5 separate regions of the Mus musculus genome follow, and regions 1, 2, 3 and 5 are each linked to region 4. A link is a contact called in public Hi-C, HiChIP or PLAC-seq and promoter capture Hi-C data. All regions are on one chromosome and are shown on one strand. Each heading gives the region's core, a stretch centred on a gene start, on an enhancer-like site or on the middle of the called end of the contact. The rest is flanking DNA. Distances are from core to core; before and after follow the strand shown.

Evidence for each region. Promoter capture Hi-C pulls out the DNA fragments that hold promoters and counts their contacts. Hi-C and Micro-C count contacts between places; a contact is called where the count stands out from the background. HiChIP or PLAC-seq counts read pairs in DNA pulled down with a chosen protein or histone mark.
Region 1: a Hi-C map of Th1 cells shows a contact between it and region 4, with 7 times the contacts expected there. The contact joins the promoter of Tef here to the promoter of Smdt1 in region 4. A contact is called at or near these places in 1 of 484 Hi-C or Micro-C datasets (Th1 cells), 2 of 115 datasets of contacts at active chromatin or transcription factors (memory CD8 T cells and pancreatic cancer cells) and 1 of 9 other capture datasets (adipose tissue).
Region 2: a contact with region 4 is called in an H3K4me3 HiChIP or PLAC-seq map of embryonic limb bud, with 9 times the contacts expected there. The contact joins the promoter of A4galt here to the promoter of Smdt1 in region 4. A contact is called at or near these places in 1 of 39 promoter capture datasets (embryonic stem cells), 2 of 484 Hi-C or Micro-C datasets (B cells and embryonic stem cells), 8 of 115 datasets of contacts at active chromatin or transcription factors (astrocytes, embryonic forebrain, embryonic limb bud and 4 more) and 1 of 9 other capture datasets (embryonic stem cells).
Region 3: a promoter capture Hi-C map of hippocampal neurons shows a contact between it and region 4, with 7 times the contacts expected there. The contact joins the promoter of Rrp7a here to the promoter of Smdt1 in region 4. A contact is called at or near these places in 17 of 39 promoter capture datasets (the 3T3-L1 cell line, the C10 cell line, the HPC-7 cell line and 11 more), 1 of 15 datasets of contacts at CTCF or cohesin (the NIH/3T3 cell line), 4 of 484 Hi-C or Micro-C datasets (cerebral cortex and cortical neurons), 22 of 115 datasets of contacts at active chromatin or transcription factors (SST interneurons, astrocytes, bone marrow-derived macrophages and 14 more) and 3 of 9 other capture datasets (adipose tissue, embryonic stem cells and liver).
Region 5: a contact with region 4 is called in an H3K4me3 HiChIP or PLAC-seq map of forebrain, with 11 times the contacts expected there. The contact joins the enhancer-like site here to the promoter of Smdt1 in region 4. A contact is called at or near these places in 14 of 39 promoter capture datasets (the 3T3-L1 cell line, 3T3-L1-derived adipocytes, the C10 cell line and 7 more), 3 of 15 datasets of contacts at CTCF or cohesin (embryonic stem cells, large pre-B cells and stem cell-derived epiblast-like cells), 32 of 484 Hi-C or Micro-C datasets (the HL-1 cell line, cerebellum, cerebral cortex and 8 more), 40 of 115 datasets of contacts at active chromatin or transcription factors (the NIH/3T3 cell line, SST interneurons, T-cell acute lymphoblastic leukemia and 22 more) and 2 of 9 other capture datasets (adipose tissue and liver).

Annotation. Positions count from the first base shown.
Region 1 is chr15:81,809,715-81,814,491 of GRCm38.p6, forward strand. Tef (thyrotroph embryonic factor) reads left to right here and starts at 1,700. Exons shown (of 4, transcript NM_017376.3): 1 at 1,700-2,006. The coding sequence starts at 1,856.
Region 2 is chr15:83,249,090-83,253,423 of GRCm38.p6, forward strand. A4galt (alpha 1,4-galactosyltransferase) reads right to left here and starts at 2,640. Exons shown (of 3, transcript NM_001004150.4): 1 at 2,611-2,640.
Region 3 is chr15:83,120,585-83,125,382 of GRCm38.p6, forward strand. It overlaps Rrp7a (ribosomal RNA processing 7 homolog A (S. cerevisiae)), which reads right to left and starts at 2,217. Exons shown (of 7, transcript NM_029101.4): 1 at 2,078-2,217; 2 at 1,248-1,390. The coding sequence starts at 2,150.
Region 4 is chr15:82,344,698-82,349,397 of GRCm38.p6, forward strand. It overlaps Smdt1 (single-pass membrane protein with aspartate rich tail 1), which reads left to right and starts at 1,349. Exons shown (of 3, transcript NM_026914.1): 1 at 1,349-1,572; 2 at 3,203-3,343; 3 at 4,146-4,365. The coding sequence starts at 1,387. The coding sequence ends at 3,340. It overlaps Pheta2 (PH domain containing endocytic trafficking adaptor 2), which reads left to right. Exons shown (of 2, transcript NM_177391.4): 2 at 1-1,013.
Region 5 is chr15:83,053,709-83,058,381 of GRCm38.p6, forward strand. No RefSeq gene overlaps it. Among named protein-coding and RNA genes, the nearest start is that of Nfam1, 23 kb to the left of the region's middle. Within about 2 kb of position 3,118, at least 89 of the 459 cell types and tissues checked have an H3K27ac peak or open chromatin away from gene starts, as enhancers often do. A contact at or near this core is called in SST interneurons, VIP interneurons, cerebellum and 8 more, where this site is marked.

The DNA of each region.
Region 1 (4,777 bases), core at 450-2,949, 530 kb before region 4:
CAATCACCTTTACCCCATGAGCCATCTTGCTCATCCAGCTTTTCTTTTCTAGAGTTTCATATGTTGCTTCATTTTCTTGGAGTCACTCTTTCAGATTTACTGCTAAAAACCTCTAGGCCAGTTTCTCCTAAAGAGATCCTAGATACATAAGATTCCTCCTGACAGGTCTGCAACGCCTGGGTTTCCTGTGCAGTTTCCTTTCTCCACACTGGATTTATATCCATCAATTTTGATTAAATTAGGAAAGATATTTGCATGGGAACACCGTAGGCTACATCCTGCTTTCTCCCCATTTGACAAAAAGGAGAACAGACTGGAGAAATGGAACAATGGGCTAGAGGATTCAGGTTCAGAAAACGATCAACATCACAAAATCTTGTATTTTAGATTCACAGTCCATCACTCTATTCCTAAGGCTACCCAACGTCCTTTAGCCGCTTCCTTTGGGCTTACTCAGCTAAATTTCTTTTTCCTCAGGTCCTAACACAATCCATGCGCTTCTAGCTGTCTATTGTGGTGTTCTGTAACTACCGCATGAACCACAGGCTGCCTTTCCGCCAGACTCAGCTCCTCCTTCCGAGGCAGGGAGCCATGGGAGGGACGGAGGGACAGAGTATAAACAAGCCAAGTCCCTGCCCCTCTGGGAGCTTAATCCCTGAGCGTCTAGTATTGTCTGGGCTTGAAGCCGAGTATGACTTGTACTGCAAAGAGGTACAAAGTTCTGCGAGCCATCTTGAAGGTTTGCACACCCCTTCACGGCTCACAGGTTTCCTAAGGAACCCAGAAACTATGTTTTGTTTTGCTTTTGACTCTAGTTCAATGTTGAATTTTTAAGACTGAGGAAATGGGCTCCCGTGGAGCAACTGGATAATTCCCAAGGTCACAAGCGAGCAGCTAGTAGTACGGAAGTCTGTCCGGACCCTGGTTCGTGGATAGGTTTCAAGAATGCGCTCTCCGTACTAGTGTTTATTCTGCAACCACGCCCGCTCCCAATCCCTAAATCAGTGGGCAACCTGACACCCGCTGAAGCAGCGGAGCTTGGGACCCGCCTGCCCTCCGCTAACCTCGCGCGGAGCGTGGGAGGAGCGCTGGCTGGCTACCCACGTCCCAGTCCCCTTACCCCCGGGCAGAGTCCGCCAAACAACACAACAGGCCAGTCCTGGCTAGGCCTAGGCCAGAGCCAGCCCCGCCCCTCTCCGCCCCTCTCCGCCCCTCCGCGCCGCAGCCGCACGTGCAGAGCCTCGTGCAATCGCGCCGGCCCCGCCCTCTTGCCCCATTGGCTGCCGCGAGCCTTTCCCTCACTGCCCCGCCCCGCGAGGCTCCGCATCTGCTGCCGCTCCACGTGACCCTCGGGGCTGGGCCGTCGCGCCCCGCTCCGCCTTCCTCTGAGGTGGCTTCTCCGAGGGAAGGAGAAAAAGGAGGCTGCGATGAGGTGGGAGGAAACCTGTAGTCACGAAAGTGGTGGCGAAAGGGACGCGACTGACCAAAAAAGAACAGGGGGGCTCCGCAGAAGGGCCCGACGCTCCCGGGCAGGCGGAGCGATACTCCTCACCTGGCCCAGCACGTGTCTACATCGTTTGGTTCTCACAGCCAATCCTAGCCTGAAGAGCTGTGCCCGCCCTTACGCAGCGCGCACCAATCGGAAGCCACGCTATGGGACCGCTGGCCTGGCCTTATGAATAATGAATGAGACGGAACCAGTCCGCGGGAGGGGTGCGGATGGAGAGAGGTGGGGGTGCAGTAGCGCGTCTGCGCAGTGCTGCCCGTGTCAGCAGCTGCGGCGGGTCGAGCCGCTCCGGCCCGTCTCGGGGTGCGGGCGGGGGAGGCGAGGCGCACGAGTGGGGCGCAGGGCACGATGTCCGACGCGGGCGGCGGGAAGAAGCCGCCTGTGGAGCCTCAGGCGGGGCCGGGCCCGGGGCGTGCAGCTGGAGAACGGGGCCTGTCGGGCTCCTTCCCTCTGGTCCTGAAGAAGCTGATGGAGAACCCCCCGCGCGAGACGCGCCTCGGTGAGGGGGGGGGGCTCGCGCGTGTCTGGGGGCGGGGTTTCTGTAAAGGCGGGGCCTTGTGGGGGCGGGCCGGCCCGGGCCGGGTCAGAGGTCAGGGTGAAGCGGTCCAGTGGTGTGGTGTTTATGCGGGCCCGGGCATGACTAGGGGCCTGCTGGACTAGGCCTCTAGCCCAGAGAGAAAGTCAGGGGGTGATCTGGAAAGGACAAGTCAACAGAACTTTGCAAGGAAGCCGCCACTTAGAGGGGGCTCCAGTGGGGCCGCCTGCATCCAAATCCTGAGGATACTGCTTGCCTTCAAATGCGGGTTCCTGGACCTCACCTAGTCTGCGGATCTTGAGACAGAGCGTGTATTTTAAGAAACACTCCACTGCACCCTCGTGGGTGCAGAGTTCACCACCAAAGTTTGAGAGGCCCTGATCAGTATAGCAGATGGCCTTTGTATGTCTTTGGTCCGTCCTGGAGGAAGACGATTCCTCCTCTCTACGAGTGGACAGTGAGCAGGTCCACGGTGGTGCTTTACTGGAAATGCATCCCTGGGAGGTGTGGATGGAGGAGGCAATTTGAGATGAGGGTCGGTAGTGTCTCCCAGTTGTTTTTAAATCAAAGCCTGGTTTAAAAAAAAATTAAGGGAATGAAGGCTGGGCAAAGTAGGGCTGTGATGAGGGTTAGAATGTGGCCACTCAGGTCCTTCTCCTGGTTGATTGTTGGGAATCACAATAGCAGGACCGGGCTTCATCGAATTGCCCAGGCCACAAGAGTCCCTGGGGCCTGGTGTGGAAAGCAGACTTGGCCTGGGTATTTGGCCTGGAAGAGCAGCAGGACTGCCACCTATTGTGGGGTTTTAGGTCCATTGATGTGTGCTTTCAGTCTGAGATCTTCAGATTTCCAAGAGCTCAGCTTAATTAGGGTATCTGGGAAGGACTTGGCTGTTTGTGGATTGCTTGTATCAGGGATCTCATTTCCCTTTCTAAAATGCTGTTGTTTCTTTCCTTGGGTGTGTTCTGGGGCTGCTGTGCTTATGGTTGTCCCTGTTACGTTATAAATAGCTTCTGCTCATCAGGTGAGGCTAGATTCTCTCCTCCTGCCTCAGGACCTCATGTGCACAAACGCTTTTGTTTGTATGAAGGTGATGACTCCATCCAGATCTGAGTGTAAGACAAACTGCAAGGGCTGGTGCTCACATCTGGCAGCTCTTGCCTAAGCTCACCAGAGAGGACCAGGCCATACTGGGGTTTTGCTTTGCATTTGCCCACACTCACAAAGCATTTTGACATAGTCTTATCTTGTTTGGGTTACTACCTCTCCACTTCTAGGTGAGGAAAGTTGAGACTCCTGAGAGGCATAGATGGTTTCTCAAGGTCACATGGGTGGGCCTTCTGGCTCTTGGTTTGGTGTTCTTTCTGTTGTATGAAACTGACAAACCACTGGTGTCAGTCCCTGTGATTTAAGTCCTGGACACGTCGGTCATTTACCTTTTGAAATTAATTTAAAACTTGACCTTACAAACACTGGATTGTGATAGCCTGACTGATTGTAGTGGTGCTTGTTTGCAATCTCAGCACTGGAGAGGTAGAGGCAGGGGGACCACTAGTTCAAGGTCATCCTCTGATGCACATCAAGTTTGAAGTCACCCCGGATTTCATGACCCTATCTCAGAAAATCAGGAAAAAAAATGTTTTAATTGCTTTAGTCAGGCAAAATGAGGAACTTCCTGTTGCTTGTCCTTCTGTCAAGCTGCTTTTTATCTCCTTGCTTCTCTTACCTCTTTTGATCCCAAGTGACCCCACCCGACTGGTCCAGTCGTTTCTGAACAGAATGTGGACTCAGAGAGACCATCTGGCCCACCCAGCCCATAGGCTGGGAGTTTTGTTGCCTCCCAGTTGTTTTTAAATCAAAGCCTGGTTTTAAAAAATTAAATTAAAAAGGCAGCCATAAGAATTGATGTTAAATCATATTACAAGCTATGAGCAAGTTGTGCTTATGAGAATCTCCAACTCACGGGGTCTGGTCATTGTTCTTGGACTAATGGCTCCCTTTTGGCTGTCTGCTCTTGGGACCCAAGCATGGCTGGTTTTCCTCCAACATAATAATATTTGATGTGTCTCTCTTTTTTTTTTTACTTCTAAATCCAGGGTTCAAAGTTGTCTCCTTCAATTTTGAAAACCTATTATGAACGTGTCATGATCATCTCCCACTTCTCTGATGAGCCTCTTTCTCACTCTGATTGCCTTCTTGTCTTGTCACATTTCTCTGTATTTTTTTTTCTTAATTGCCCCCTCTTGGATATCCATGCGCATAACCTTTTGACTAAGACATGGGGGATTTGGTCTTCACTAATTGATTAGCTTTGCTTTGAATAGAAGCAGTCTTTCTTCTTCAGCTCCTCCCTTCTCCCTCCTCCCAGGAAACCTGCCCCCAGTCTTTTCTGCTTACTCAGGGATAAAGCCTTCTGAACTGAGCTCTGAGAAGAGCTCCAGAGCCTCTCATTGCAGTCACCTGAAGCCAATTTGTCTGAAAGTCCAGTGTTCTCCAGGCATTGCACAGGCTCCCACAGCCATTGCTTAGCCTCTTTGTTGGCCTCTGAAATCTGGAACTGAATGCAACACAGTCCGTGCCCTCAGTGAGCTCATAGCAATAACGAATGTGTACTGTGTACATGCACTTGGTAATAGTCATTTTCACATGCTGTCTCTGTTCTTCACAAAATAGGCGACAGTGAAACACACTCAGGTTAAGTAACATGGATCTGGTCACATGTCCCACAGCTAGTG
Region 2 (4,334 bases), core at 1,390-3,889, 910 kb after region 4:
CCTGGTCTACAGAGTGAGTTCCAGGACAGCCAGGGCTACGCAGAGAAACCCTGTCTCAAAAAAACAAACAAACGGGCTGGTGAGATGGCTCAGCGGGTAAGAGCACCCGACTGCTCTTCTGAAGGTCCAGAGTTCAAATCCCAGCAACCACATGGTGGCTCACAACCATCCTTAACGAGATCTGACTCCCTCTTCTGGAGTGTCTGAAGACAGCTACAGTGTACTTACATATAATAAATAATAAATCTTAAAAACAAACAAACAAACAAACAAAAAAAGAATACTTGGCAAATCCCAGTGACCACATGTAATTCTCAACTTCAATTCCAGTTCAAACACCCTTTTTGACCTCCATGGACACCAGGCATGGGTGGGGTGCACATACCGACTGGCAAAAATGCTCATTCATAGTAAAATAAATAAATTCAAAACCAAACAACAACAACAAAAAACCCCAAAACACCCCAGCTTCTCAAACATATATCTGAAATCTACAATAAAGGAGACAAACTTTGCCAAGGAGCAGCCAAGGGGCAAAGCCTTCACACCTGATGAACAGCACACAAACTCTTAGCTGCTCACTGTTTGACTCAGCGGTTTCGATTCTAGAGAAAATGGAGATACTAACACACGGTCTGAGGAAGTCTGCCCAGGCTAGGGGTTTCGGCAGAGCCAGCTGGTGAAACCGGCTCACACACTGAACAGTCTAATTCTTTTCTCAGGAAAATCTAACCATTCATAAAAACTGTATGCATTTATAATGATGTAACAGTATCTAGGTGGGCGTGGTGACACGGGCCTTTTAATTCCAGCACCAGGAGAGCTGGGCGTGGTGGCACATGCCTCTAATCCCAGCACTTGGGAGGCAGAGGCAGGCGGATTTCTGAGTTCGAGGCCAGCCTGGTCTCCAGAGTGAGTTCCAGGACAGCCAGGGCTATACAGAGAAACCCTGTCTCGAAAAACCAAAAAAAAAAAAAAAAAAAAATTCCAGCACCCTGGAGGCAGAGGCAGGCAGATCTCTGAGTTGGAGACCAGCCTGGTGTATACAGTATTCCAGGGCAGTGAGAGCTACACAGTGAGACCCTGTCTCAAAACAAAGGGTAACAGTATCTAAAAGAACCAAATGCTTTCATTATACAACAAAAACCAGGGCAGTTGAGGCGGCTCAGTAGTAAAGCTGTTACTTGAGGTCATTGAAGGTCTGGACTGCTCCTCGCCTTCCACCTCCACCTCTAAGACCAGGCTGTTTTGGGGTGATATGGTGGGTCACAGTCGCCTCTAGAGATTCAAGCAACCCTGCCCACACCCTGGGATATTCATCACTTCTCCCATGAGTGAACAACCTTTCTCTGGGACTAATCCTTGTCAATATAGACAGCTGCAGAGCCTTAATTGTTTCAAAGAAACAAAGCAAACTCTACAGAATTGTTTAATAGGTCGCAGCGACCCTTGAGCTGTCCAGGCAGGGACCAGCCCTTGAGGCATTGAAGAAGCGTTTTCAAAACAAAACAAACAAACAAATAAAACCGGGAGGCTGAGTTCCTGTGAATTTTTTGGTCTTTCGTTTGAGGACTTTCCTTTATGGGAAAGATTTCTGCTGCTGAATGCCAGAGACTAGGGGAGTGCGAGTGGAGGGCAGCTCTGCTTTATTGGAGTCCCCATTCTTAGGGAGGAGAAAGGTCAAAGAGGGGGTGGAGTGGGGTGACGGGGAGCCGGAGGGTGTCACTTCGGAACCGGCTGGGGTTGCAGCAGCTGGATTGCTATGGATGTGACAGAGTAGAGATGGAAAGGATACTTTTAATCTCCAGCGGGCTAGAGACTCAGTGGACTCTGCCAAGGAGATGAAAAGAACTTCTAGCCCCAGATGACATACGAAGACATTGAGGCAAGGGGGCTCGCCCTAACAGTGAAAAGGAGTGGATAGGGTAAATCTCCCAGGCGCAGCCTCTTCCAACCCTATTCGGCTTCCAGTCCCATACCTCAACTGTTCTCATCGGAAGAAGGGGAGAAGCGCGAGCGTGCTGATCCGGGACCGAGCCCTGGGTCTCGCGACTCCATGCTGGCTTCCCTTGCTCCCCCGCTTTTCCCAGGCTACCCCCTGCACCTGAAGACCCTTCCCGGTGCAGGTCCGAAGCCGGAGCATCCAGAAAGCCCAGAGCCAACTCCCAACCCGAAGCCCTCCCTGCAGCGCGCGGCATTCCATTCCTCTCCGGGATGCGCCCCGCCGCGACCTCCCAGAGCACGCCCAACGTCGCCGAGCAGCGCTTTGGGATCTGGACTTCGGATTCCCAGTCGTCCCCCTCCCCCGTGAACCTCGCCCTCCGAGGGCCTCCTGGGCTGCGGGAAGGAATTGCGGGATCCTAGCCGGCCCCAGACTAGCTCGCGCCGCGCCGCGCTCAACTTCGGGGCGCAGACCGGTGCGGGCGGCAGCTGAGGGACCACGGCGCGGAACTGGTGCCCGCACCATTGTCGCCTGTAGAACAGGTGGCCAGGCGGGGACCCGGGTCCCTGATGTCTTGCAGCTCACCTCCCTTTCCAGCCTAGAACAGGGGCGCCCCGGATCCCAACGAGATCCCCCTGCCCGCTGCCCTGTCCCTGAGATCCAGGTACCTCCGGCTCCCGCGTCGGCGGGCGGCTACTGCGGCCCTGGAGGGCGGTGGCTTGAGCCCAGCGGACAGGAGCGCCGCCCCTCCAGCCCTGGGCGGGGTCTGGCGTTTCTGCCCCACGGGTCCCTCTCCGCCTGCAGCTAGTCCTGTCTAGAAATGGGGGTGGGCACGACCTGAGTCATCAATAGCCAGTAGCCAACAGGTGTGAGCCGCCTCCCGGCCACCCACACCTCACTAGTCACAATCCTATTCTAAACCTTCCGTTTCTCTCTCCAGCCCTTCTGCCCCAGAGCTAGCAATCCTCCTGCCTCAGCCTCCCAAGTCACTCCTCCAAGACAGGGATGAATCCCCTACCCATGGCTCTATTTTTTTCCATTTAACAGATGGAAAAAAAAATAAAAAGCCAGGCTCGAAGCGGTTTGGTTAATTACATAAATGTTGTGCAGTTGAGAAGGGGCGACATCTGAGACTTGAGTCATCCTGACGCCACTGCCCAGCAGCGTCTGTTCCAAGTACTCCTCACTCCCTGCTCTGGCCTGCTGTGACCCAAGGAAGGGCCGGGCCCACGGCATGGTGTTCCCTAGTGGCGATTTCCCCCGCCAGCTCTCCTCTCGGGCTAGATGCCAACGTGCCCTCGCTGCCTGCCCTGCTTCATCTCTCTCACCATACAAACCTGTGTCCAGGCCGCTGAGAAAATGGAAACACCCTATCCCAACCCTGAGAACAGCCTGGGTAAACAGGCTTTGTAAAAGCGAATCTGTGGAAAATTCTCACCCCTTCACCCCACTGCTGACAACTACCTAGCTCTTGGCTATGCCCACCCTTTCTCGTTTTCCAGGAGATCCCCAGCCTCCAGCTGCTAGCCGTTGCTGCTCCTGCCCCTCTTGCCTCTTCGCGGGCCATTCCCATTAGTGCTCATCACTCCCAGGTTTGATTTTTTTGGTTTGGCTTTGCCAGACTGCTTCTCATTCTAGCCCACGGCTTTCTTGTAAACCACAGTGGCCTCAAACTTGTGACAACCCCTCTGGCTTTCGCCTCCCAAATGCTGGGATAACAGACTTTGCTCATCTTAAAACTCAAACAAGGAGCCCTGCCAGCCGTGGTGGTGCATTTCTTTTCAATCCCTGCATTTGGGAGGCAGGCAGGTTTCTGAGAGTTCGAGGCCAGCCTGATTTATATAGAGCTTTTTAGGCCAAGCCAAGGCTACAGAGTATTGGATAATGAATGGTATTGTGTTGAAGACCCTTCCGCAGTTAAGAGCAATTGCTGCTCTTCACGGGGAGCCGAGTTGGATTCCTAAAGCCCACACCAGAAGGTTTACAATTGCCTGTAACTCCAGCTCCAGAGAATCTCACGTCTTCTTCCAGATTCTGAGGGTACCTGCACCCACACAGCTACACAGATGTACTCATAAGTAAAAAAAAAAAAAAACAAAACTTAATTCTTAGTGTGATGGATGCACACAGGTGCCGAGATACACTGTTCTTCAGATAAACTATATTAGCAGCGTTTCAGTGTCATGACCGCAGGCTGCCACTATAGGATCTTGAAGGGAGAGAGCCTTCGAATCCAGAAGCAAAGAAAGTTTTTCTTTTCTTTTTCTGTTTTTGTTTTTGTTTTGAGACAGGGTTTCTCTGTATAGCCCTGGATGTCTGGAGCTCACTCTGTAGACCAGGCTAGCCTCAAACTCAGAGATCTGCCTGCCTCTGCCTTCAGAGTGCAGGGATT
Region 3 (4,798 bases), core at 967-3,466, 780 kb after region 4:
GTTGCTGAGAATTGAACTTAGGATCTCTGGGAGAATAGCCAGTGCCCTTAACTGCAGAGCCATCTCTCCAGCCCCAGTCTTGAACTTCTGATCTTCCTGTCCTCAAAATCTGATTTATGTGGTCCTGGGGACTGAACCCAGGGCTTCATAATATTAGGCCAGCACTCTGCCACTGAACTACACCATAATAATAATAATAATAATAATAATAATAATAATAATAAAAAATCCCATCAGGCACCGTGATTCATAGCTGAAATCCCAGAACTCATGGGATGTGTTGTGTCCATGTATGTGGGGTAGATATCTAGGAGTTCGAAGCCAGCCTTGACTACACAATGACTTCCAGGATAGCCAGGGCTACTACATTAGGAGACCAAGAAATAAAGAAAAAAAGGGGGTGGAGTGGGGCGAATCATCTCAAACTTAGCAAATCATGTCTCCTGTCATTTACATAATATGTAAGTCTGAGATGTAGAGAGCTGGCCTCTTTTGGAAATGCCCTGGGCTCTATCTCCAATACAACAAGTAAATAAACCTTTAAAAAAAATTTTTTTGAGCTTTTTCTGGTTTCTCTGGTTAGCCCTCACTGTCCTGGAACTCGCTCTGTAGACCACCAGGCTGGCCTCAAACTCAGAGATCCAAACTTGCCTCTGCTTCTGAGTGCTGGGATTAAAGCCGTGTGGTGGCACAGGCATGCAATCCCAGAATTCCAGAGGTAAAGGCAGAGGATCATGAGTGCAAGGCCAGCCTCACCTACACAGTGAGTAGGAAGCCAGCTCATGCTGCAAGAGACCCCGTCTGAAACAGAACTACAAATGTCATGCTTTCTGTAAAAAATTAATAAGTATGTCTAGAAAGAACTGCAGTGATTACTGTTAGACTTGTCTTTTAAAAATGAAAAACTAACAGACAAACAAATAAAATAATGGTTGGAAGGATAATTTCCAAACCAGGTGTGACCACTCATAACTGTAATGAGTTGAGACGGGGAGGGTGGGGAAGTACAGCAAGTTCGAGGCCAGCCTGAGCCTCAGGAAGTTCTGAACAGCCCAGGGAGAGGGGGACCCTGCCTAGACGGCGGCAGGGAGAAAAAAAAAAAAACAAAACATATTTTTATTCTGAAACTCCCAGTCTTTCAACATCCTCCACTGAGGGTTTTGTAGGAATTTCCATCTGACCACCAGGATTCTGTAGGGCCCGTGGCAAGCCCCCATTCACAACCCACTGGTCTACCAGACTCTTACCTGTGTGCAGTACGGGGGCACATTAAGGATAAAAAGGGTTCGATCGGGAGGCCATGTGGACTGGGTGCCTTGGCGAACTCGGTGCTGTCTCATGTAGAGGTAATGAGGAGCCTGCTGCTTTGCCGAGAACTTGACTGGAACAGCTAACAGGGGAAACGAGCGCAGGAGAGTTTGGGGTACCCTGAAAGGAGGTCTGTGTCTATGCCACCCAAGTTCCAATTCACTATGTCTCTTTCTAGCTCCATCGGCCCGCCTGTTCATCCACCCATCCACGGGAAGCTGGAGGGAAATGTATTCGGATAATCACCGCAGGAGGCTGAGGGGGCGGGCACAGTGTTGCGTTCTCGGAGCATCCGCTGTCTGACATCATCAGCCCCCCCCCCCCCCCCCCATAGCATGGGCTGCTCTGCTTGGCACACCAACTCTCTTCCCTCCACCCATTCTTCGTTTAGGGCTAACTCCCCCCCCCCCACCCCTCCTGCCGACTTAGCCCCACCTTCCCAGTTAAGTCTACACCAGTGGGATGCGAATCTCGGGGCTGGGAGGGCGACAGCTGCGGAAGCGCTTGTTAAAGAACGAGACACGAGCAGAACAGCGGATAACTAGCTTCTGAGGACGACGAAGCTGCAACGCTGGGCCTAGGACGCCTGGCGCCGCCTGGAGGAACCGCGCCCGAGCCCAAGGCCTTTCGGAGGAACAGCCGCGGAATCAGCACCCAGAGTCGGGGCGGCGGGGTCCTGCACCCCGATACCTGACGAGTTGCCAGGGCCTCTGCCACCTGCAAGCCACCTTCCCGCAAAATGGTGGGTCCCTGGCCCTCAGCTGCTCACCTGAATACCCCGGTGGGCTCGGTATGCTCTCCTCGTGGCCGCCAGCCTTCCGTTTCTTCCTGCGAGACACCATCTTGGCCAACTGGGAGCGCAGAGACGGCTGGGAGTTCCGTGTTCCGGCGCCGCTGCGTTTCCACGACGACGGCGTCACGCGGGGCCCCGCCCTCTCAGCCCTAGGCCCGCCTCCCGGGATCTTGCCCGGCCCTAAGATTTAGCCTTCCCTGTCCTATTGGGAAGTAGAGGGAGGCTGGAGCAATAAATGGAAAGAGCACTGGCTGCTCTTCCAGAGGATAGGGGTTCGTTTCCGATCACTCAAAAATTATCTGGAACCCAGTTCCAGGACACGTGGTGCACAGGCACACTCAACACATAATTTTTGTTTGTTTTTCGAGACAGGGTTTCTCTGTGTAGTTCTGACTGTCCTCACTCTAGACCAGGCTGGCCTCGAACTCAGAAATCCGCCTGCCTCTACCTCCCAAGTGCTGGGATTAAAGGCGTGTGCCACCACTGCCCGACTATAATTTTTTTTTTTCTTTGAGACAGGGTTTCTTTGTATAGCCATGGCTGTCCTGGAACTTTCTCTGTAGACCAGGCTGGCCTCGAACTCAGAAATCTGCCTGCCTCTGCCTCCCGAGTGCTGGGATTAAAGGCGTGTGCCACCACTGCCTGGCTTATTTGAGATTTTTTTTTTAAAGATTTATTTATTATTTTACATAAGTACACTGTAGCTGTCTTCAGACATACCAGAAGAGGGTGACAGATCTCATTACGGATGGTTGTGAGCCACCATGTGGTTGCTGGGATTTGAACTCAGGACCTCTGGAAGAGCAGTCAGTGCTCTTACCCGCTGAGCCATCTCACCAGCCCCCGACTATAAATTTTTAAAAAATAAATAGCATTCCGTATAAATCGTGGTGCAACTGGGATTTTGTGCAGTGAGATGCCATGAACAGTCAGTCTCTTTAGTTGAGAGAGCAAGGGGCTGAGAGGCCTGGGGTTGAAACTGTAAACAAAGAGTACTTGCTGGCAAGCCTGACATCTTGAATTACATCCATGGAAGATGAGAATTGTTTTCAGCAAGTTATCCTTTGACCTCCACACCCACTCCATGGCTTATGCCTCATGGCATGAGCTCTCTCCCTCAAGAAAATACTGTGTGTGTGCTGAGACAGGATTTCACCATGTAGCCTGGGCTGACCTGAGGCTAGCTATGTAGACTAGGCTGGGTTCAGTTTCACATGAGATCTGTCTGCCTCTGTCTCCTCCAGTGCTGGGATTAAAGGTGGACACTGCCACACATCACCCATGCTTGGCAGATTTTTTAAATTTTTACAAACTGAAGTGAGCCCAAATAAACTTTATCCATCTGGGCATGGCTTTAATCCTGGCTGAAGCAGGAGGATACTTGTGTGTTCATTAGGGTTACCGTTGCTGTGATGACACACGACTAAGAAGTAATGTGGGGAGGAAGGCTTTATTTCCAGTTTCATGAAACAGTTCATTAGAAGCAGCGAGAGCAGTAACTCCAGCAGGTCAGGAACCCTGAGGCAGGGGCTGATGAAACGTACTGACTTGCTTCTCGTAGTTTGCTCCATTGGATTTCTTAGAGACCCCAGGACCACCAGCCCAGGGAGGGCCCCACCCACAATGAGCAGGGCCTTCCCCCAACTAATCACTTATTAAGAAGATGCTGGCTCCCTACAGCTGGAACTCAGAGACATTTTTTCAGTTGCGGTTCCCTCCTTTCAGGTGACTTGCTAGTGTCAAGTTGACATATAAGTAGGTGTGAGGCCTGGTTTGCAGGAACAAGGGAGCTGTTGTCTCACTCTGGAGAACTTAAACTCCCAGGAATACTTTACAGTGTACAGGTGATCTGTGGCATCAGGAAAGTAGCTACTTGCTGACAGGGATAGAATAGTACTTGGAAAGGGACAGCCTGAGAAACCTTCCGCTGCAGCCCAGCCATGTGCTCAGAGGCTGTCATTGTGAGGTGGAAAGAGACACCTTCAACTCTGCACCCGCAAGAGCACTCCCAGCTAGCAAAGAAAGGGATTTCCTGCTCCCAGACAACTGCCTAGAAGTTTACCTTCCACACAGAAGCTGCTGCTACTGTGCTGGGAGGGACCAGAACCCCGTCAAGCTGGCCAGACCTGGCATTCTCGTGGTACTGGTGTATGTGACAAAGCTGGAAGGAGGCAAGGCTCATTCCACAGCGTAACCTTTATGGTGAAGCCTGGGCTGCATTAGAGACTCCAAGATGATAGAGACGTCAGAGGCATGGATATCTAATAGAAAGCTGCATGTGAGAAGTGGAACCAGCTAGGGAGTTGTTGCAGAAAGCAAATCTGGAGGGGCAGGGCTATCTAAACTCTTGGAATCCGAAGTCTCCTTCACTGCACATGGAGCCACTGGGTTTAGTGTTTGTACTGCAGGGTTTTGGTCCATGGGAATGTACACTCTTTTTTTTTTTTTTTTTTTTTCATTTTTCGAGACAGGGTTTCTCTGTGTAGCCCTGGCTGTCCTGGAACTCACTTTGTAGACCAGGCTGGCCTCAAACTCAGAAATCCGCCTGCCTCTGCCTCCCGAGTGCTGGGATTAAAGGCGTGCGCCACCACGCCCGGCTGGGAATGTGCACTCTTGAGTGTACTTTGGAAGTATATATAATCTCTGATCTTAAGAATTTACGGGCTGGTGAGATGGCTCAACGGGTAAAAGCACCGA
Region 4 (4,700 bases), core at 99-2,598:
TACAGAGCCAGAAACCAGGCCCGTCTGTCCCCTTTATATAGATGTAGTGACAGTGGCTGTGGCTCAATAGAGATGTATACCGTTCCCAAACAAAATTGGACTCTTCCTGACCTCCCTCCTTTCCCTATCTGGGGCCTTGGGCCAGCCTGACCCAAATCCAACAAGGCCTAAAGGCTGGATTTTGCCTCCAGGAGACTGAGTTCCATGGTTCCTCTGGTCAGGGCTATGTTTCTCAAGCCTGCTTGTAACCTCATAGCCAGCTGCCCTCACTGTACACACAGGTACCTTTGCTAAGTTTCTTGTCACAGTAGTTAGTGTTTGCTCTTTTAATAGTTTTGGTTTTTGGAGACCAAGTCTTTGTAGCCCACGCAGGTCTGGAACTCCTTAGCATGGCAATCTGCTGGGATTATAGATAGGAGTGCCACACCTCACTTGGTTTTGGTGTTTGTTTTGCAGCAGGACCTGGTGGAAGGCCTGTTAGCCTCCCCTCCCCCCTTCCCTTTATAACCAGAACGGTAAAGTTCCCCGGTTGGTAGCAAAGAGGTGGAGGAGGATCAGGAGTTCAAAAGCATCCTTGACAACACCGCGAGTTTTTTGGCTAGATTGGGCTATGTGTGAGACCCTCTCAGAAAGTTAATTTTGGTTATTACAATCAACGTGTTTACAAATGAAGAATCAGGAGCCTGAGTTGCAAAGCTGGTGTCTGAGGCTAACAATTGAGTCCAAGAACCTGGCTTGGTGGTATGACCTCCATCAGGCCAATCCGTCTATTTGTTTGTTCCCTAGATCTGTAGGGGAAGCCCGCTGTCCACTGCACCCATTGTACCAATGTCCACAGAAACCATGAGCTATTTATTGTTAACTTGATTTTTTTCGCCGCACTACGTAGCTCCGGCTGTCCTGGAACTTACTGGATTTGAACTCACAGAGATCCTCCTGCCTCTGCATCCCAAGTAGTGTAAGATTAAAGGTGTGCGCCACTTCGCCCAGCTTTTTGTTAACTTTTTGTTACCTTAAAAAAAAAAAAAAAATATATATATATATATATATATATATATATATAAATTCAGATACCAAGTAGAGTTTTTCATTACACATTCTGGTTCCTTAATTCAAGTCTTCCCGAGGTGAGGGGCGGGAACACCTACAAAGGGAGCCCTGGCGGCCCCGCCCTCTGGAGTCCGGGAGGGGCGTCCTTCTCCTGACGTCACTACGTCGTCCGGGCGCCGAGGACTTTCCCACCGGCATACGAATGCGTGCTCTGCGCAGGCGGGAGGGCGGTGCTTCCCGTGTGTGTCACGAGTCTCGCGAGTTTTGGAGAAAGTTTCTGCCAGAGGCCGCCTTGGATGCGTGGGGTGTGGCTCCCGGCGAGGGGCGGAGCTGGAGATGGCGTCCACGGCGGCTCGGCGGCTGGCCTGGGTTGCAGTTCGACCCGGGGCTCTCTGGAGCGGGCCGAGGGGGAGGAGAGGTGGCGATGTCTACACCGTACCGGGCAGCTCAGGTCTCAGCCAGGTACCGTCGAGGTCAGTCATCGTCACTCGCAGCGGCGCCATTTTGCCCAAGCCGGTGAAAGTGAGTGTCTGTCTTGAGGCGGGACGAAGGGATTGAGGCCGGTGATTGGGGGAGTGCATGTGACCTGTCCTGATTGACAGGCGCAGAGGCCAATCATAGTATTGGCATAGACTGGGGACCGGACATAGGACTCAATTTGTGCAGCTGGGTTTTGCTGACTTTGACAGGTGGAGGAAAATGTTTCCATAAAACTCACTGTTAAGCTGGGTTCCTGGACACAGAAGCTGGAAGGCAGCAGCGAAATGTGCAATTTCTTATCTTGAGGGACATAATGACCTATTTCTTCAGGGTCAGAAGAAAGGCTTTGTGTCGATTTATACAAGTCATGCAATCTCTGCCTCAAAGGTGATGGGATAAAACAATCCTGAGAGCTGGAGAGATGGCTCAGAGCTTAGGAACTCTGCTCTTCCAGAGGACCCAGGTTTAACTCCCATCACCACAGGACAGCTACAACTATCAGTAACTTCAAGATCTGACATCTTCGCATAGTCATACACGAGGAGGCAAAATACCAATGCACATAGAATAAATTACTGAAAGAGTGGGAAGGGAATGCGGAAGTAATATACTTAGTAAAAAGGAAATGAAGGAGAACGGATAGGGGGATGTGGGAGCAGGACCTTCTGTGCTGAGGAATGTGTAGGTTTTACAGATGAAGTCAGGGCAGAGCCCTGAAGCCAGCATCCAAAGCTAGGAGTTAGGTCTTGACAACCAGAGACCACATCCTGGTTTTTCCATACTTGAACTCTTGTCACTTGCCCTCGGTACCCCAAAGGAAAAATGGGAAGTCTCTTATACCAAAGGTGTGCTTTTTGACGGCATGGCCGTATGGAGTCGAAGGGAAAACAAAAGTCTTTAGAGCAAGCCTGAGCGGTAGCAGTTGACCCCAGTCAGGGTTCCAGCGAGAAGCAAAAATGTGCAGCTGCTGTATAAAAAGTCACAGCTAGGGGAAGCAGGAAGCTAATACCGGTGAAATCTCATTGGCATTCCTTCCGTCCATGTTGCCTTTGCGAGCTTTTAACATTAATTGTGAAGCAAGGTTGCTCAGCAGCAGGAGCCAGCTAAAAGAGAAGGAGGTGAGAGGCCCCATCAGTGCACACACCTCCTCCTAACTCGAGTTTTATTTATGTGTATGCATGTTTTGCCTGCATGTATGTCTGTGTAGCACTTAAGTGCCACATGCCCACAAATGCTAGAAGAGACTGTGCCATATTGGAGCTGGAGTTACTTGCGTGTGAGAGGCCACGTGGGTGCTGAGAACCAGGTCCTGTAGAAGTGCTGTCAGTGCTCCTCACCACTGGGCCATCCCTCCAGCCCCGGAACTCACTTTTGGGTGGAGAGAGCTGGTTAGAGCCCAGCCAGCCTAGTGTTCTCACCTAACTTTGTATGGTTCTTGCAAGGAATTAGGTTTGGCCCCTAATTTTGAGTTGCTTAGTTTCCTAAATTTAGTTTAGCTTTATGTTTTTCTTTCTGATATCCATTTTGGTGGCCATAAAACTCACTTTGTCTCTTCGTTGCTCTGAGTTTCTTCAAAGACTTTAAAAATCGAGTGGTGTGGGGATCAGTAGTCCATTGGAGGCTTGGGCGCAGCCACTGGTCTCCCGGAGTGCACCCATTCTTCTCTCTGCAGATGTCCTTTGGTCTTCTCCGAGTGTTCTCCATTGTGATCCCCTTTCTCTATGTCGGGACACTCATCAGCAAGAACTTCGCTGCTCTGCTTGAGGAACATGACATTTTTGTCCCAGAGGATGACGACGACGACGATTAACAGGTAATCCTTGCCCTTCTTGTAAATGGGCAGAAGCAGCAGGCGGATGATCTGCTCTGTGGTGCTCTGGCCTGCGGCACCATCTGAACCCTCAGGGCAGGAGCAGCAGTGGGTTCACCACTCGAGACTTACTCTCTCTCATGTTGGATGACTTACACTCCCACTAGGTTAAGGTCCTCAGTGGCCTTCTCATTGTCCTTGATGGACTTCAGTCAACTGACATTCTCTTAATGTGCTTTTTATTTCATGAAGTCATGCAATCTCTGCCTCAGAGATGGAGGGATAAAACAGCAAATGATGGAGGAGAGGAAAGGGAATGCAGAAGATACCAGTAAGGAGATGGGCAAAGGGTGATCCAGGAAGGCATACCACAGGAACTCTCACTTCCTACTTTACATTGTTAAAGCTGCTTTGTATGGTTTCTCCTCCTCCCCCGCTGTTTCTTGAGTTACCCACATCCTTACCCATCTCCAAGTATTGGCCCATCCTCCTTCCACCGTGTAATCCTGTCATCTTCCTTTACCCTATTTGGAAGTGACTGCTGCTAAAGCCTGGTGTGGGATCTTGAGCTTTTGTGATCCCAGCACTGCAGAAGTAGAGGCACAGCTCAGGGGTTAACAGGAGAACTTATCTCAGAAAACAGAAATGCCCCAGGCCTGGTGGCACACAGCAGTAATCCCAGCACCGGGGAGGTGGAGGCAGGAACACCAGAACTTCAAGATCCTCCTTGGCTACAGTGGGCTTGAGACTACTCTGGGCTGTGCGAGGCTGTCTTACAAGTGACTGATGCACGCCTTTCTTACAGGGCACAGGGAGCACAGGAGAAAGCACTGATGATGTGGTGGCATGCTCAGCTCCCTCCCGTCGGCAGAAGGGTCAAGGAAAGCCCTCAGCCTCACCTCCTCATGGTTTGTGACAAGAGCCCAGAGTCCTGTGCTTTGGGAGGCTCCCTCACGGCTGTCCACAGAGTACTGGAAATAACAAGCAAGCAAATTAGGAGTGTATAATAAATGAGTCATGTATGATGAGAGGTCGTCCCCATTTCTCACTCCCAGCAGGCTTGGTTGCACTTTATTGTCTCTTCCGTGTCCAAGAAGCACCTGGTGTAGAGCCAGGACATCCAGGCTATTGTACAACCACAGAGGCAATTGAGGAGGACTGAGATCTTTCCTTTAAAATGATTAACTATGTATCTGTTTTCAGGTGCTCTAGGAGGCAGCATTCCCCCTAAAGCTGGAGTTAAAGGTTATTATGAATCCCTTGATGTGGGTGCTGGGAACTAACTCTGGTCCTCTGCAAGAGCAGCAAGTGCCCTTAACCACTGAGCCATCTTTCCACACACACCCTCCTCTGACTTGAA
Region 5 (4,673 bases), core at 1,868-4,367, 710 kb after region 4:
TTATATTAAAAAAGCAAAAACAGGACAACCTAAAACGAAGGCTCCACATCTTGGTCCTACAGGTCCCCACAGGGGCAGGGAGAATGGAGCTGGCCTTCTCTAAATACCCCTTGCTTATCGATTCCTTTTGGATCCATGTGGATGCTTTGTTCAGTTATAAACCACAATGAGGCTGTGGCTCATGGGCAGGGCTCTTGCTTAGCATGTTTGTTTGATTCTAGCGCTGCAGGGAAAGATTATAAACCCAAATGAAATTGAAATGAAAAATACAGTCTCCCCTTTTAAAAGAGCAAAATGAAGTGCACACACACACACAGGTGTAACTGTGTATAAAATTGGTGGCTCCATTTCTCAGACAGGAACTATTTTGAGGCAATAATAATTTGACCATGCATTGGATATTTTCAATTGTTTTCAGCAATTGTATCACCAGCAATCAAACTGGCATCATTCTGAGATATAGGATATAAATTCAACATACTAAATATTATATAATATGATTCATGTTGTATAAGTTATTACATATAAACATGTATGAATACATCAAATAAGTAATTATGCTAGAGATTTTAGGAAACAATATTTTCTTTTTTTTTTAAGATTTATTTTATTTATGTGAGTACACTGTAGCTGTCTTCAGACACACCAGAAGAGGGCAACAGATCACATTACAGATGGTTGTGAGCCACCATGTGGTTACTGGGAATTGAACTCAGGACCTCTGGAAGAGCAGGCTCTTAACCGCTGAGCCATCTCTCCAGCCCCAGGAAACAATATTTTCATCATGAGAGAGAAAAAGGAACAAACATGTCAGATGCAAATGAAGTCCTGCGTGAATGTGCATTACTGACATGAACACAGACATGTCACCCCAAAGCCTCAGACTCCAGAGGAACGGCAGAGGCTGATCTAAGTACACTCGTGTGCAGAAATTATGGATTTTGGCTTCCACCTCTCCAGGACTGATCCCTGAGATGAGACTGCCACTCCTCGCAGAGACCTCCCCAGAGATTTGCTCCCCCACACCCCCACTGGTGCTCCCCAGCTGCTGGTGGTCCCCATCAGAGTGCGCAGCCCACATGGTCCTTGCTTGTCTGTAAGCGTGTGTATCCGTCTTTTGTTTATTTGTTTGTTTGTTTTTCGAGACAGGGTTTCTCTGTGTAGTCTTGGCTGCCCTGGAACTCACTTTGTAGACCAGGCTAGCCTCGAACTCAGAAATCTGTCTGCCTCTGCCTCCCGAGTGCTGGGATTAAAGGCGTGCACCACCACGCCCGGCATGTATCCGTCTTTTGTAACTCTCCATTGTCCCAGGCAGGTCAATCCCAAAGCGGTGGATGTCTTGGCACAAATATAAAATCACAGAGCACATGCATCGACTCTGTCATCCTAAATTTAATCTGGAAAATAAGCATGAATTCATATATTCTCTCTCTCCCCCCGTTTCCCTTCCTCTGTCTCTTTCTCTGTGTGTGTGCACGAATATGTCTGTATGCGTCTGTGTTGTCTGTCTTTTTATTTTATTTTGAGACAGAGTCTCATGTAGCCCAGACTAGCTCCCGCTTACTATACACCCAAAGATAAATTTGAACTTTTTAAAAAAATATTTTTATTATTTTCATTGTATGCAGTAATGTATGTCTGCAAGTGGTTATGTGCACATAAGTTGTCAGGCTTGGTGGCAAGTGCCTTTACCCACTGAGCCATCCTACCAGCTCCAATTGCTGTCTCCTAATGTGTCTGCCTAAATCAAGGACGTAGCATCCACACGCAGATCTGAACTTACTGTGGGTTTCATCTGGAACCAGTTCTTGAGTATGAAAGGCCCCGACTTTGCCGCCTTTCTATGTCTACTGTACTGAGACCCAAAAGAAGGGAAATCGTTTTAGATGTGAGACTGGATTAAAATTCAAGTTCAAAAGCATGCAGGCTGGACCCGGGAGGTGGCAAAAGATGAGAGGCTCCATCCAGGCCATCCTCAGCCACACAGTGAGTTCAAGGTCACCCCAGACTACAGGAGGAGCATTTGTCTCAATAAACGCACACAGAGAGCTAACCAGAACACCACAGCTGTCATCTGTGCTGCTGAGCCTGATCAGGATGCTAAAGACCTCTCAGAAGAACGGGGTCCAGGATAGGCCCAGGATAGCCCCGAGGATGCCTGGGCATTTCTGCCTCTGCCTCTGCCTCTGTTTCATTGTCATATATACAGAAGTATGCACAAGCAGCCCCAAACTGCCCCTGCTGTGCTGAAGATGAAAGCAAGCAATATACTCTACACTACTTTTTTTTTTTTGGTGGTGGTGGTGGGAGGGAGGGGGAGGGGGAGGGGAACAGGAGAAAGGAGGGGGGCTGGGAAGGGAGGGGGCGAAGGATGGAGAAAGAGAAGGGAGGGAGGGTGAGATCCTGTGAAGGACAAAATACTTTCAGGAATCAATTCTCTCCTCCTGTCATGAGGGTGGGCTCATATTTAGGTCCTCTAGCTCGGCATGGGCCGCAAGACCCTTTGTCCATTGAGCCATCTCGCCAGCCCCTAGACCACTGCAGCTTCCCTCTCTCGCTGGCGTCCTCTCTTTCCGTTTTTAAAAGCCATTCTACTTAAGCATCAAGTAGAAATGTAGTTTTGTAAAGGGACCGATCTTCTCTTTCAAGCCAAATGAGGGTGCCCCCCCCCCCATACCCACCCTCCTCTCATCTCACGGCTCGGTTCTTGCTCTAGGGCTCTAGGAGGCCCGATCTGTTCAGCAGCTCTGATTGATAACACAAATCACCCCGGAGGCTCTGAGGAAGGGACTTGGATGTCAGCTGGAGGTGCAGTGGGAGTCACGGCCCTGCCCCCACATCGTTTATTCTTTCACCGCATGGCAAGCTCCGAAGGACCGGAGCAATTCCACCAGCTCTCAGAATTGGCACACCGCGAGCCTCCTCTCCCCGGACCACCGCGCTGCCATAAATAGACACCACGTGGCCTCCTTTTATGATAAGGTTAGGGGGAAACGAGTGCGTGGGGAGAGGCCGGCGGGAGAGTGGCAGCTCCGAGTCACAGGGATAAAGCCTGCGCAGCACTGCTCTTCTTGCCTGGGGCGGGATCAAAAGCGGGAGCCGAGTGGCAGCCGCTGGGCTCCCCAGGCGCTTCCTTTGGTGGTTCCCTGACTCCCAGCAGCGGTTCCTGCCCTCAGCCATCTTCATCACTCCTGCTGGGGCTGCAGGCGCCCTGCCTTGCCAGGCTTTGTGGCTCCCCCGGCTCATTTTCTGATAGAGCTGTCAGTTTTTATTGCTGATAGGAGAAATCATGCTCTCTCTTAGCTGAATGTTAATTGGCCTTTTCCTCTCTCATTCTGTGAGAACATGTAGTCCCCTTGTCTATTCACCCCTCCCCACCCCCCAAAGGTAGAAGCAGCATTCTGGAAAGACAAGGAAGGTGGTTCTTGCTAAATTGCTAATTGTTAATTCAGAGGTTAAGAAAAAGCTAAATGGGGGGCGGGGAGGGCGGAGCTATAACCATACTTCTGAAGTCTCCATGAGCCTAGTGTGGACTATATATATTCTCATTGGCTATAGAGGGCCCAAGAATCAATAGGGGGATGGGTAAAGTCAAATGTGGAGGGGCTAGGCACCAAGCCAGCCCCGGTTGCTGCAGAGATAGAGCCAGAGACACCTGACAAACTGATGGGTCAGTACAGCTGTGACTGTAGCAGCGACAGAGGTAAATAGCCAGTAAAGACAAAGTTAGAAACTCAGCCTTGAGAACAGCCAGGAACTAGCTGGCAGGAGGCTGCAGTAGGGATGTCCCAGTTAGGAAAGGCGGTGCAAGTCATAGATGCCGCAAAACAGGGCAGTGAACTGGAGACGTTTGATATGACAGCCCAGCACAGGGTTGTTGCCCTACAATTCTCTTGTACTTAAAAAGTAAACTGGTGGGCTGGAGAGATGGCGCCGGGGTTAAGAATGCGGGGTGTTCTTAACAGAAGACCGTTTGATTCCCGGCACCCACATGGCTCCCAGCCACCTGTAACTCCCATTTCAGGGGCTCTGACGCCCTCTTCTGGCCTCTGTTAGCACTGCATGCATGTAACGCATAAACATACATGCAGGCAAAATACCCATACACATAATTTTTTTTAATTAAGTGAACAAACCAGGGGGCAGCAATACCTGTAATCCCATCATTTTGGAGACTGAGACTGAGTGACAAGTCTGAGACCAGTGTGACTCCCCTTCTCATAAAGGAAAGGAAGAGGGAGCCGGGAATAGCCTTATGAAGATTTAACTGTAAAACGTGACTACTTAAAGTATACAATTTAATTTTTTTTTAAGTACATTTACAAAGCTGTGTGCCCACAGCCAACTCCAGAACATTCTACAGGGAAGTTTTCTGAGAACAGCTTTGATAAGGACGGGGCATGATGAAATGGCAACAATGTCTCTTGTCAGTTTGTCAGCAGAGCCCAGCGAGGCTGGAGAGTGAGGGGGAGTGAGCCAAGGACAGGAGATGTAGCACAGCAGGGAGGGTGAACAGGACCAAAGATTTGTGTGGCAACAGGGGGAGCATTTACTCATCTCTTCTATTCTTCCTTGCCAAAAATAAAAGACCGGGGCTAGGTCCGCTCAAGCCATTTTTGCTGGCTGGCTTTTTTAGTGACAGTCATACAAATCAGTGTGATAGATTTTGTTGC